Linked DNA regions of Sus scrofa: region 2 is linked to region 1. The links are chromatin contacts, called in public Hi-C maps. All regions are on one chromosome and are shown on one strand. Each heading gives the region's core, a stretch centred on a gene start, on an enhancer-like site or on the middle of the called end of the contact. The rest is flanking DNA. Distances are from core to core; before and after follow the strand shown.

Region 1 (5,979 bases), core at 2,077-4,576:
TCCAGCTTCAGCAGTCACCCTGGTGCTCCGACCCCCAAGTCTTTCTCATTTTAATTACCTTTGATAATTTAAATCACCCTCTCTCCCTCTCCCTTCCTCTATAATCAACCAACGAGGAAAGCTGTCTCTGGCCCACTACCTGTTTCAGGACAAAGACTTACATATTTGAGTGGTATGACTTTTTAAAATCAGGAATTCTTTTTCTTTGCTTTTGCTTTTTAGGGTCACACTGGCAGCATACAGAAGTTGCCAGGCTAGGGGTCAAATTGGAGCAGCAGCTGCCAGCCTACCCACAGCCACAGCAACACGGGATCCCAACGACCTACGCCTATTCCGAAGCTCAAGGCAACATCCGTCCTCAACTCACTGAATGGGGCCAGGGATTGAACTTACATCCTCATGAATACTAGTCGGGTTCGTTACCGCTGAGCCACAACAACTCCCCCATGTGCTTATTTTAAAACATTTTAGAGGAGTTCCCGTCGTGGCGCAGTGGTTAACAAATCCGACTAGGAACCATGAGGTTGCAGGTTCCATCCCTGGCCTTGCTCAGTGGGTTAAGGATCCGGCGTTGCCGTGAGCTGTGGTGTAGGTCGCAGACATGGCTCGGATCCCATGTTGCTGTGGCTCTGGTGTAGGCCAGCAGCTGCAGCTCCGATTAGACCCCTAGCCTGGGAACCTCCATATGCCGCAGGAGCGGCCCTAGAAAAGACAAAAAACAAACAAACAAAAAAAACCAAAAACGTTTTAGAAGAAATGTTTGTCAAAATCAGTCTGAAACTTAAGCTGGGTTTTCCTGCTTAAATGCAGTAAATATCGATTTACTATCAGTAATTACATAATATTAAGCGCTCAAGAGGGCTGTCTGCTAGTATTGTGGCATTATAATTAACAACTAAAATGAAATAAAGATTACGTTAATATTAAAACTAATTATTAAGATTATCCTTTAATCAGTCAAAAATAAGCTAACTTTAATAGGAAAAGCTTGGAGTTCCCCGGTGTGGCTCAGTAGTTATGAACCCAACCATGAGGATGTGGGTTCAATCCCTGGCCCTGCTCAGTGGGTTACAGATCCAGCGTTGTCCTGAGCTTTGGTGTAGATCGCAGATGCGGCTCGGATCCCGTGTTGCTGTGGCTGTGGTGTAGGTCAGCAGCTGCAGCTCTGATTCAACCCCTAGCCTGGGAACTTCCAAATGTGCAGATGCCGCCCTAAAAAAAAACGAAAAAAAAAAGAAAAGCTCTAGGGCTCTCAGGCCTAGCGCTGTAATTCAGAATGACTGCTGAGAAATCAATCTATCGTTAAAATAACTGACTAGAAGGATATTTTCGCTCTGCCTATGACTTGTAAACTGAGAACGGGATCATTTTTCCAGTAAGGAGGCTGGGCTGTCATCTTTCTGACCTCTACTCAGCCTCCCTCCCATCCAAGTGCAGACTGGCTAGCAGCCATTAATGACCAATAGCACTAATGGAGGTTGGGCCCCTCCAAGCCCAGTGGGAGGACCTTCTAAGTGGCCCCGCCCTTCCTCTTAGGACCCCTCCTCTACTCTCCCCTCCCCCGCCCCCGGAAACCCACCAGCTGCTCTCCAGGTGCCTCTCTCTTGTGACCTGTGCCTTGGCAGGGTTTTCACCACCGACCCAGCCCAGCACGACTCCAGCCCAACAGCACCTCCAGTTCAGACCTCTCTGCTGAGCTGGAAGACCATGCCTCCTCCAGCCCCTTCCCCGGAGGCCCCAGCACCCACCCATCACTCCCGTGGGCATGACTGTGGGCTCCTCCAGGCAGCCCAGGTCCTTCCCAGTCTCATAGTAAATGTCCAACTCCGCTCCTCAGCCCTCAAGGCCCCGCGGACCCAGCTCAGGACCACCCTGCCTCATTGCCCTGCGCTCTCCCCCAACCCCCAGCAGCCCCCCTCAGAGGCCCTCCAGGGCCCCCAGTTCTCCATCACTGACCCCATTACTCTCCGACACCTTCCCAAGGAGGAGACCTATGGTTCAAACTGCGGTCCCAATACCTAGGAGAGGAAGGACGGTAGGAAGGAGAGGGAGAAAAAGGAGGGAGAAGTAGAGGCTTCAGAAGGATGGATGTTAGGATGAAGGAGTATGAGAAGGGAAGGGGGAAGGCAGGCATTCATTCCTCCACCTAGGCTCCAGAGGTCTATCCAGGGCCACCCCCATTAGCCTCCAGTCTTGGGTCCACGCTCTGCAGATCTCCAAAAATCTCTGGAACCTCCCATCAGCCCATGTCCCTTCCCTGTTTAAAGCCCCTTCAATGGACCTATGATCCCAGAATCTTGCCAAGTAACATCAATGTGACTTTCCTCCATTCCGTTTCTGAGAGCCCTTCCTCTCACCGTTCACAGCGTCCAGAACCCAGGCCTGGAACATCATCCATTTTCATCAACCAGTTCCATCAATGCTCTTACTTCAGACCCACCTAAAACGTCCCTTCTCTGGGACGCCCACCCCCAACCCAACCAAGATGAAGCTGCCTTCCCACCCCTCCAGCCTATCTTTCCCTCTGTCCAGTCCAAACTCGGGGTTGGGGCGGGGAGGTTGGGGGGGGGGGCGGTTCCTCCCTCTTCTGGCACCAGCCCAGCCCACAGGGGCCAGGCTAAGCTTGAAGAATAAACGCAATGGGTTGGACCCAGAACTGCGTGAGACCTGAGGGTTTCAAATGTGATGTCTCCAATTCTGGGATCCTCACCTACTCTGAAGCCAGAGCCCCTTGTCATGGCCCCCTCCTCTAAGGATTCTCCCTGGTCCTTCTGCACACCTCATACGAGTAGGTACCCCCGATGGACCCTGTCAGCGCGGCCCCCACAGCTCCCACAGGACAACATCCCCAGAGTGGGCCCAGCAGGACCCAAGATCTCCCTCGAGGGGCTCTGAATGTGTTCAGATCCCCAGTACCTTCCATGGACGAACCCTCAGCAGAACCAGTCTCCTAGAGGGCCCCCCCAGGGACTCGTCAGAAGCCCAGAATTGCTCAGAGCCTTCAAGTCTCCTTGCACAATCCCCGAACCCTTCATAGGTCCCGTAGCGAGATCCTGACTCCAAAGAGGGACACATGGCCCTCAGCGCGACCCAGAGTTCCTCAAAGCACTCAACCCCCACAAAAGGTTCCCCGTCTCCTCAATGTCTCCCGGGATCCCCTTGGCGGAATCCCAGGCCCTCAGGGCGCCCCCCATGCTAGGAGATGCCGGCTCACCATGTTGCCGGCGGGAGCGCGGTGCTGGGACCCACGGGCCTGAAGCTCCGAGCTCCTTGCGGAACTCGGCCATTCAGAACACTACTTTGGTATGACAAGCAGCCCATCCAACCAATCATCACGCTTGGAGCCGGGGCAAATCACTAGGGACAAGGAGTCGCTCGCGTTGCATGTCGGAAGTTGTAGTTCGAAGGCGCTCGGTGAGCTTAGGCAGAGGTTGAGTCCAGACTGTCTCTGCGACCCCTGTGTGGCCGCTGTCTCTAAAACTCAATTTCCTCACCTGCACGTATTTAGCAAGTCTGAGGCGAATACACTCATTTACCCACGTACTGCAGAACTCCCTTGATTAAGAACATCTGGTGGCAAAAAAAAAAAAAAAAAAAAGAGTTCCAGTTGTGGCTCTGTGGCTTAAGAACCCAGCATAGTGTCCCTGAGGATGGAGCTTTGATCCCTTGCCTCACTCAGTGGGTTTAGGATCCTTGCCCGTTGCCGCAAGCTACTGACAAGTCGCAGACGTGGCTAGGACTCCACCCTTGCTGTGGCACAGGCCCCCAACTGCAGCAGCTCTGAATAGACCCCCAACCTGGAAACTTCCATATGCCTCAGGCTCAGCTGTTAAAAAAGAAAAAAGAATTCGGTGGCTCCCACTGAATAGACTCCCAGTTGTTCAAACTGAATTCAGACCCCTCTGCCTGCCTGCAATCTACTGCCAACGCTATTACATGCAGATAATACAGCTAGCCACCATCTATGCTTTCTCACATCTCCAGTCCTCTGTAAATGCCATCTTCCATCTTGGAGTGGCTCCTTTCTCATTGTTTTTCACCTGGCAAAAGCCTTTTTCATTTCCATCAGCCAGAACTCTGGTTTCAAGGGGGAAGAAAAAATCCAACTTAAAAAGTCTCCAGCAAAAGGGAAAATTTTGGCTCATGTAACAGAAAACTGGAGTTTCCAGGTGGCTCAGAGGGTTAAAGATCTGGCATTGTCACTGCTGTGGCTCTGGTTACTGCTGTGGCTCAGGTTTGATCCCTGGCTCAGGAAACTATATGACTTGGGTGCAGCCAATTAACAAAAATTTATTTATTTATTTATTTATTTTTTGTCTTTTCTGGGGCTGCTCTCGTGGCATATGGAGGTTCCCAGGCTAGGGGTCTAATCGGAGCTGTAGACGCCTGCCTACACCAGAACCACAGCAATGCCAGATCTGAGCTGCGTCTACAAGCTATACCACAGCTCATGGCTACGCCGGATCCTTAACCCACTGATCAAGGCCAGGGATCAAACCCACAACCTCATGGTTCCTAGTCGGATTCATTAACCACTAAGCCATGATGGGAACTCCAAATCTGGACATATTGTATGCGTTTGACTAAATGTCTGAGAGTCTTTGTGTTCCCATTGTGGCACAGTGGTTAACGAATCCGACTAGGAACCATGAGGTTGCAGGTTCAATCCCTGGCCTTGCTCAGTGGGTTAAGGATCCGGCGTTGCCATGAGCTGTGGTGCAGGTCGCAGGTGCAGCTCAGATCCTGCGTTGCTGTGACTGTGGTGTAGGCCAGTGGCTACAGCTCCAATTAGACCCCTAGCCTGGGAACCTCTATCTACCGTGGGAAGTGGCACTGGAAAAAGGCAAAAAGACAAAAAAAAAAAAAATGTCTGAGAGTCTTTATGGGGCCTGTGAGTAGATCCTGTATTGTTGATTGCCTTGTCTCTGTGGGTGTTTTTGTCTTGTTTATTAGCACATGTGCGTGTCTGTTTGCAGGAGATTTGCTCTTTGTGACTTTGGTCCTCTGGACTCAGTGTGTTGGCCTGAGAGAGCATGGGTGACAGTGGTAGTGAGGGTCACTGGGATTTCCCAGGACCTACATGGGGATGGTGAGATGCCCCTCAGGACTACAACATCCAGATGGGCCCCAGGGAAACTGAAGTTTGGAGGAGGGTTTCAGAAAAAGAGGACCAAGAAAAAAAAGAGTAGGGTCATTATCTGCAGGCCCACTATGTGCCAGGCTGAGGGCAGAGCTCACTCAAGTGCTCCCTCCAGCAGATTAGAGTGGTGGGATGATTGTCTCCATTAAATTGATGAAGACACTGAGGCTCTGAGAGGCCCAAGGCTCTCCTTTGAACCCTGACTTTGCCCCTGGACGTAGGGTTTATGAGTCCAGGTGGCACAGCAGCCCCATGTCTTGAGTCATGGGAGCTGACACACACTTGGACCCCAGGAGCTCTGCATCTTCCCTCTGCAGCCTCCCCATTGCAGAAAAGGCAGCTCTGCCCCTGGCCCAGGTGTTTATACTCAAACTCTGAAGTTGGCCTTGAAGTCTCACTCACAATCTATGCCTGATCTGTTAGACTCTCCTGATGGCTTCACCTTCCAAGTGTAACCATTGTCCTATCCAGCCTCGCTTCCTACACAGCCTCCACCCAGTCCGGCCTCCATCATCTCCGACCTTCAGTCTCTTCTTGCCTGGTCTTCTGTGGCTTCCATTTCCCATTCTCGCCCCATCCCCACAGTCCACTGTTTTCCCCTAGCCATTTGAGGTCACCCATTAACATTTAAGCCAGACTATGTCCCTCCCTTGCTCATAACCATCCACAGCTCCCATCTCATGCACAGCAAATGCCAAAGTCTTCTCTTGGTCGATGTCCCACATCCTTTATTCTTTGCTCAGCATCTCAGTTCTGGTTCTACATTGATTGTTTCTCACCTTCTATTCTACACTGGATATTCATGTTGTCTGTTCTCCATTGGACATTCTTTTTTTACG
Region 2 (5,979 bases), core at 1,238-3,737, 75 kb before region 1:
CTTGTGGCCATCGTGTCAGATGATTCCTGGGATCCTCAAGAAGTGGAAGAAACTGGGGGCGGGGGCAGGGCAAGGCAGAGAATCAGTGTCTGGCCTAGGGGAAGCCAGGAGGATGGGGAAGAGCTGGGATCCCGCTCCCTCCCCCAGGAAACCCTGACCAAGTACAGCCGGGGTGCCCATGGTGGGAGGGTGTCAGTTGCTGGTGCCAAGAGGCACAGCCTGCCACTGTTGGAAGATGGCTGGGAGACTGGCCAGTGCCACCTTGCTGACAAGTGAACAGAAGCCAGAGCCCAGCCAGCACCTCTGGCACCATCCGGAGAGGCAGCCCAGCGCTGGGCCACTGCCTGACCTTTGCCTCAGTTGGCACTGTCCCCGGGGGTACTGTGGGACTTTCCAGGAGCTTGCCGCTTCCCTCACAAGACCTGACAGGTGAGCACCGAAGGTGAGGACTCCTGCAGGATAAATATCTCCCTATTTGGGTGGCAGACCACACCCATAGTTGGTCTCTCTGCTCGCATTCCATCAAGTGCTATTTAGAGAGTGGGAAACGGAGGCCCTGGAAAAGAACAGTTTATCCAGCCCACACTCAGCAAGCACTCACTGCAGATCAGCACGGTTGTGGTTTGCTTCCATTCATTTCATTAATGCTCCTATCAACCCCGGAAGCTCCTTGGAGAAACTGAAGCAGGGCGTTTGAGTCACTTGCTAAAGGTCCTATGATCAACAAGTCAAGAAGAGCAGGGATTCAAACCCAGGGCCCTTCCAGTAAGAGACACTTGTTGCACAAAACTCAGTTTTCCCACCTGCAAGGTGGGCCACCAACACCCCTCTCTGGAAGTCAGGTCATGAGATTTTGTTTGTTTCTTGGTTGGGATTTTTATTTGTTTGTTTTTGCCATCCCACAGCATATGGAGTTCCCTGGCCAGGGATCAGATCTGTGCTGAAATTGTGATATACATAAGTTGCATCTGTGGCAATGCTGGATCCTTAACCTACTGGGCCAGGGAGCAAACCTGTGTTCCAATGCTCCAAAGACACTGCCAACCCTGTTGTGCCACAGCAGGAACTCCATAAGATGATATTTGAGCCCTGCAAGGATATGATACCCAGTAGGTGTTCACCAGACTCAGCTTCCATCTCTTCTCCAGAGGGCAGGATGGAGACTAGGGCCTGGAAATTGCAGGGAAGCAAACCACAGTTGGGAGCTATTTGAGCAGAGACTCAGGTGGGAACATCATGGGAATATCAGGCATCTGATGGTAACCTCAAGCTAGTGACTTCCCCTTGTGAGCCCTCATTGTATCCTCAGATGGGCCCTTTGCAAAGTTATGGATTGAGAACTTAGCCGGGGGATTGTCCAGATCTAAACTGTGAGCACTTATTACAGTCTAGCTCAGCCTTGCTCCCTCCCAGGATTCTCTTGTTCTTAACTCGATTTCCACCAACACCCGCCCACACCTAGAAGAAATAAGAGCCAGTATCTGGGAATATTTGTAATCCTCTATGCCCCAGAGATTAAAGGGGTGCACTTTGTGAGTCAGAGAACAGGGTAGGCTTTGGGGAGGTGCCAGTGACACAGCCTGGTGCTGGACTGCAAGTGTCTCCCTAACTATCTGCAAAGAATCTCATGACCCCACACCTCACAGAAAAGCTGGGGCTCACAGGCCAGATGTGATCTGTGCAGGGTCAAATGCTTTCACCAGAAGGTCAAGGTGATGGCTGGAATGTAAGTTCTCCCAGGGGAGCAGCCCCAGAGAGGAAAGATCAGGTGTAGGAATCATTGTCCCTTGAGGAAACTGAGGTTCACAAGTGCATTGCCTAAGGTTGAATAGCCGAAATGTGGCCTCTGTACACCAGCACAAATTAAGACTTGGAGACAGAGTTTTGGGCAAAGCAGAAAGAACAGCTTTATTACTTTGCGAGGCAGAGGAGGCCACAGTAGGCTAACACCCTCAAAACTGTGTCCTGCCTTGAGAGGGGATAGCAAGGGGTTTTATAGGTTTAGCCTGAGAAAACAGGGCTGTTGGTAAGGATTTGGGTGCCTGTGTTCCTCTCCCTCCATAGATCATTTCAAAGTCATCAAGGCCAGAGTCAGGTGGTCTGGTGACAGTCTCTGGTGGTCTTTGGGGTTATTGAACCTTGACCTTCTCTCTGAAGTGAAGATTGCTCACAAAAGGAAGGGGGTGTTAAGGAAGTGTTTCAGATGAAAAGAAAACACCAGGTGCAATATAACTCTAACTAGAGTTTCTGTCGTGGCTCAGTGACTAATGAATCTGACTAGGAACTATGAGGTTGCGGGTTCAATCCCTGGCCTTGCTCAGTGGGTTAAGGATCCGTTGCTGCCGTGAGCTGTGGTGTAGGTCGAAGACATGGCTCAGATCTGGCGTTGCTGTGGCTCTGGTGTAGGCCGGCAGCTACAGCTCCAATTTGACCCCTAGCCTGGGACCCTCCATATGCCGTGGGAGCGGCCCTAGAAAAGACAAAAAAGACAAAAAAAAAAAAAAGAAGAAGAAGAAGAAAAGAAAGTAACCATTAGTAATAAGTTAGTGGGTCAAGGTAGGACATAATATAATGGAGACTGTTTTCCTAGTTTTGTTTTTCTTTTTTTTTTTTTTTTGGTCTTTTTGTCTTTTATGGCCGCACTGCAGCATATGGAGGTTCTCAGCCTAGGGTCAAATCGCAGCTGTAGCTACTGGCCTACACCACAGCCACAGCAATGCTGGATCCTTAACCCACTGAGAAAGGCCAGGGATTGAAGCTCCATCCTCATGGATACTACTCAGGTTCATTAACCACTGAGCCACAACAGCAACTCCTGTTTTAACTAGTTTTTTAGCCGTAACAATATTTCCTAATCATTAACTCTTGAGTCAGTTTTTTGAGACTGAGTTTGGGAGGCTAAAGAAAGTCTTTTACTTCAGAACATAAGGTCTCAGGGACTCGTACACCATATCTGTTGTAATGTCAGCTAGTGGCTGGACAAGTATTCAAACCTGTGTCACTCAGGTCCCCCATGGCTGTCCTTTGGCACGGCCTTACCCTACTTCCAAAAACCAGGCAACTTTGGGCCTGCTGAAGTGCTGTGTGAGCATGGGCAAGGATTTGACCTCTCTGTGTTCTGGTTTCTGTAAAATGGAGCCAGTAGTCGCTTTGACCTCATGGGATTCTGGTTAGGATTCAGTTAATTCACCAAAGATTTAGCAGGGAAGTGGCCTGACAGGGATGTCATTCAGTCCTGTGAGGAGCAAGTTTGTACTCGGAGAAGTCAAACATTTCCAGAAGATCACAAAGCACGTAAGATTCCACCTATTTCCACATTTTGCCATTACCCGGAGCTGTGGAGGACAGCTGAGTGACTTCCAGCGAGACTCTCTGCCCCCTCCGTATCCTTTGCAGGGGAATAGTGGGTATTTCCTATTAGTGGCCAAGTTCGCCGCTCAAGTTGGAGGTCCTGCTTCTGCACTGGGTGGCCAGAGAGCCTGACTTTGCCACAGCCTGAGGGGACCCTACGCCAGACTCCCAAGGCCACCTCGGGCCACAGTGCTCAGGGCCAAACTCTACACCTCCTTTGCTCCAAAGTCTGGTCCAGGGCGCACCGCCCACGGCCCTCGCGACTGGCCGCCGGCCCTGCCTGTCTTTGGCTTCGCAGCCAATCTCCGTCGCCCTCCGGGCTACGCCCTCCGTTCCTCGCTGCCAGTCGCGCCAGCTTCTTTGGAGCCCCGCCCTTTCTCCCAAGCGATTGGTCCTTGGGGCTGCCCATCTTCTCCGAGGGCTCCAATCTTCGCCTGCCTACAGGCCCTCGCCTCCCAGCTCCTCACACCCAGCAGGGCACCCCCGGGACCCGCAGCCTCTCCCAACAGCCCCGCCTCTATCCCCCAGTTATTGGCTGCAAGGGCTGCCCGTCCGCTTCATGCTCACCAATATCCGCCGTCTTCAGAGATGGTTGGCCAGCAGGCAGCCAATCGGAGTACAGCGTGGATCCCTCCCGCGGCGCGCGCCGAGAGTGCGCGAGGCGGGGCTGTGGCGGTGGAGGTGGCGGCGGCAGCGGCGGCGGCGACGCTTCCCAGCCGGTGAGGGGGCACGGGGGGCGTGGGGTGGCGCAGGCGTAGGGGGGCCCGCGCCCTTCGGGCCGACCTAGGGCGATGCACAGTTCTGTCATGGGCCTGGAACGAGGGCAGACGAGGCGGGGCGTGACAGCAGCATCACCGGGACTGGAAGAGGTTAAAGCCCACCCTCCCGACCTCCACGTCCCGCGTCTGGTATCCCCTGAGGGCCCCCAGCCGGATGTGAGACTCACTGTCAGCCCCCACACACCTGACATCACATCCATTCTCGTTGACATCTCCCCTTACATACCTAAGACTGTCCGCCTTGCTGACATCCCCCACCCCCTTGGGGCCATGCCCCCAGGCTCCCCGCACAGTTGAGCCTGCACCCCCTCACGCATCTGAGTCTATGCTCCCACTCATATTCCCCCTTACACACCCGACACTCGCCCCTGCTCACGAATGCCTCCCATGTCGTCTCAGTCCGTCCCTGATGACACCCCCACACCACTGGGTAGTCTCCACCCTCCTTTCCGTCCCCCTCGATACCACACCTGGGCTTGTACCTCCACACCCATACCTGAGCCTGTCACCCCAAACTTACCGTCCCCCATTCACATCTAGACCCGTTCCTATCTCCTCACCAGCTTTCTCATACCCAGGACTATGACCCTCTCACTGCTCCCTCCCTTAAGTAATCTGGGTCATTGCCCTCAGGTACTCCCCCAACACATGCACACACTTGCCCTCTGCCCCTTGCAGCCCTCTCATCACTCGCACATCCCTAGTCTGTGCACCCACCCTTACTTCCGTTCAGACACAGGTGTATTTGTGCCCCCTCCCTAGTCCTTCCCAATTTCCCCAGGTTTTCCAACATTCACCCAAGCTTTGCTATCTCAGGATCACTGCACCCTCCACACACACAATCCCCAAGAAAAGCCTACCCAGATATTTTTTCATTTATGGCGGTCTATAAAGTGATTTCCGGGCTTAGAATAATCCCTTCAGCCAGACAAACCGGAATTATCTCCTTTTTACCAGCAACAAATCTAAAGCGATTTAATTGGGGAGGCATTGCCCACACCTTCCTGAGCATGGCTGCTGACCCTTCTCTGTGGGCCAACCCCATTTTTGCCCATCTGTTGTGTTCATCTTTGTGGAGTTGGCAGGGGAGGGGACCCCCCACCCTCCTTGCAGCTGTTCCTTAGGAGTCATGACTTTGACTAGGTCCGGAAAGACTGAGCTGGAAGGGGTGGCCCCAGTCGTTTGCTGAGCATGTGTCTCAGAGCCCTGTAGCTAGTGGAGGCGGGGCGTTGTTGGAACTGGGCTTCAACACCCAAAGTGCCACTGGCCCAGCGGATAGGGTCGCGTGGGGGTAGGGGTGGGGACTTGCCTGGCCAGATCTTGCAGACCCCTCGCTGACCAGGGGGAGCTCCTTGGGTCCTGGAAGCTGATGAACCAAGAGAGTAAGGAAACACTCTTCACAGTGAGAAAGCTAATGTTTCAGCTGCTTAGAGATAACTACAAAACTGGAGCCTGGCATGGTGCTGGGGATAAAGATTTTTCTGGAACTTTTCAAGTTCTCTGGTGTGTGATTTGCAAGTGTACAACAAGGAAGAAGGTTTTGTTGTCAAAAAAGCAGTAATGTGCTGTTTCCTGTAATGCTTGCATAATATTTCTTACCTCTCTCCTGGCTTCCCCTGCAAAGATGATGCTGGAATGTTCTGGAGGGTTTTTTCACCTTCAGCTTCTCCTGTGGAAACTGAAGCCATCGGGGTTTTCTGTCCAAGTTCAAAAGGAGTCATTTAAATTGTGTGCGTGTTTGTGTTTGTATGTGTATGTATATGTATATATATGTAGATGTACATATATACACATACACACATTTTATATATGTATGTATGTGCATATGTTGTGTATACAAACACATTGT

The links. Hi-C and Micro-C count contacts between places; a contact is called where the count stands out from the background.
Region 2: a Hi-C map of embryonic fibroblasts shows a contact between it and region 1, with 1.7 times the contacts expected there. The contact joins the promoter of SLC25A42 here to the promoter of TMEM161A in region 1. A contact is called at or near these places in 5 of 47 Hi-C or Micro-C datasets (embryonic fibroblasts, heart right ventricle, liver and 1 more) and 1 of 2 datasets of contacts at active chromatin or transcription factors (skeletal muscle).

What each region holds. Positions count from the first base shown.
Region 1 is chr2:58,726,085-58,732,063 of Sscrofa11.1, reverse strand. TMEM161A (transmembrane protein 161A) reads right to left here and starts at 3,326. Exons shown (of 12, transcript XM_021083443.1): 1 at 3,215-3,326. The coding sequence starts at 3,217.
Region 2 is chr2:58,799,864-58,805,842 of Sscrofa11.1, reverse strand. SLC25A42 (mitochondrial coenzyme A transporter SLC25A42) reads left to right here and starts at 2,487. Exons shown (of 8, transcript XM_021083444.1): 1 at 2,487-4,070. The coding sequence starts at 3,940. LOC100511007 (a long non-coding RNA gene) reads right to left here and starts at 4,713. Exons shown (of 2, transcript NR_045043.1): 1 at 4,651-4,713; 2 at 2,602-4,134.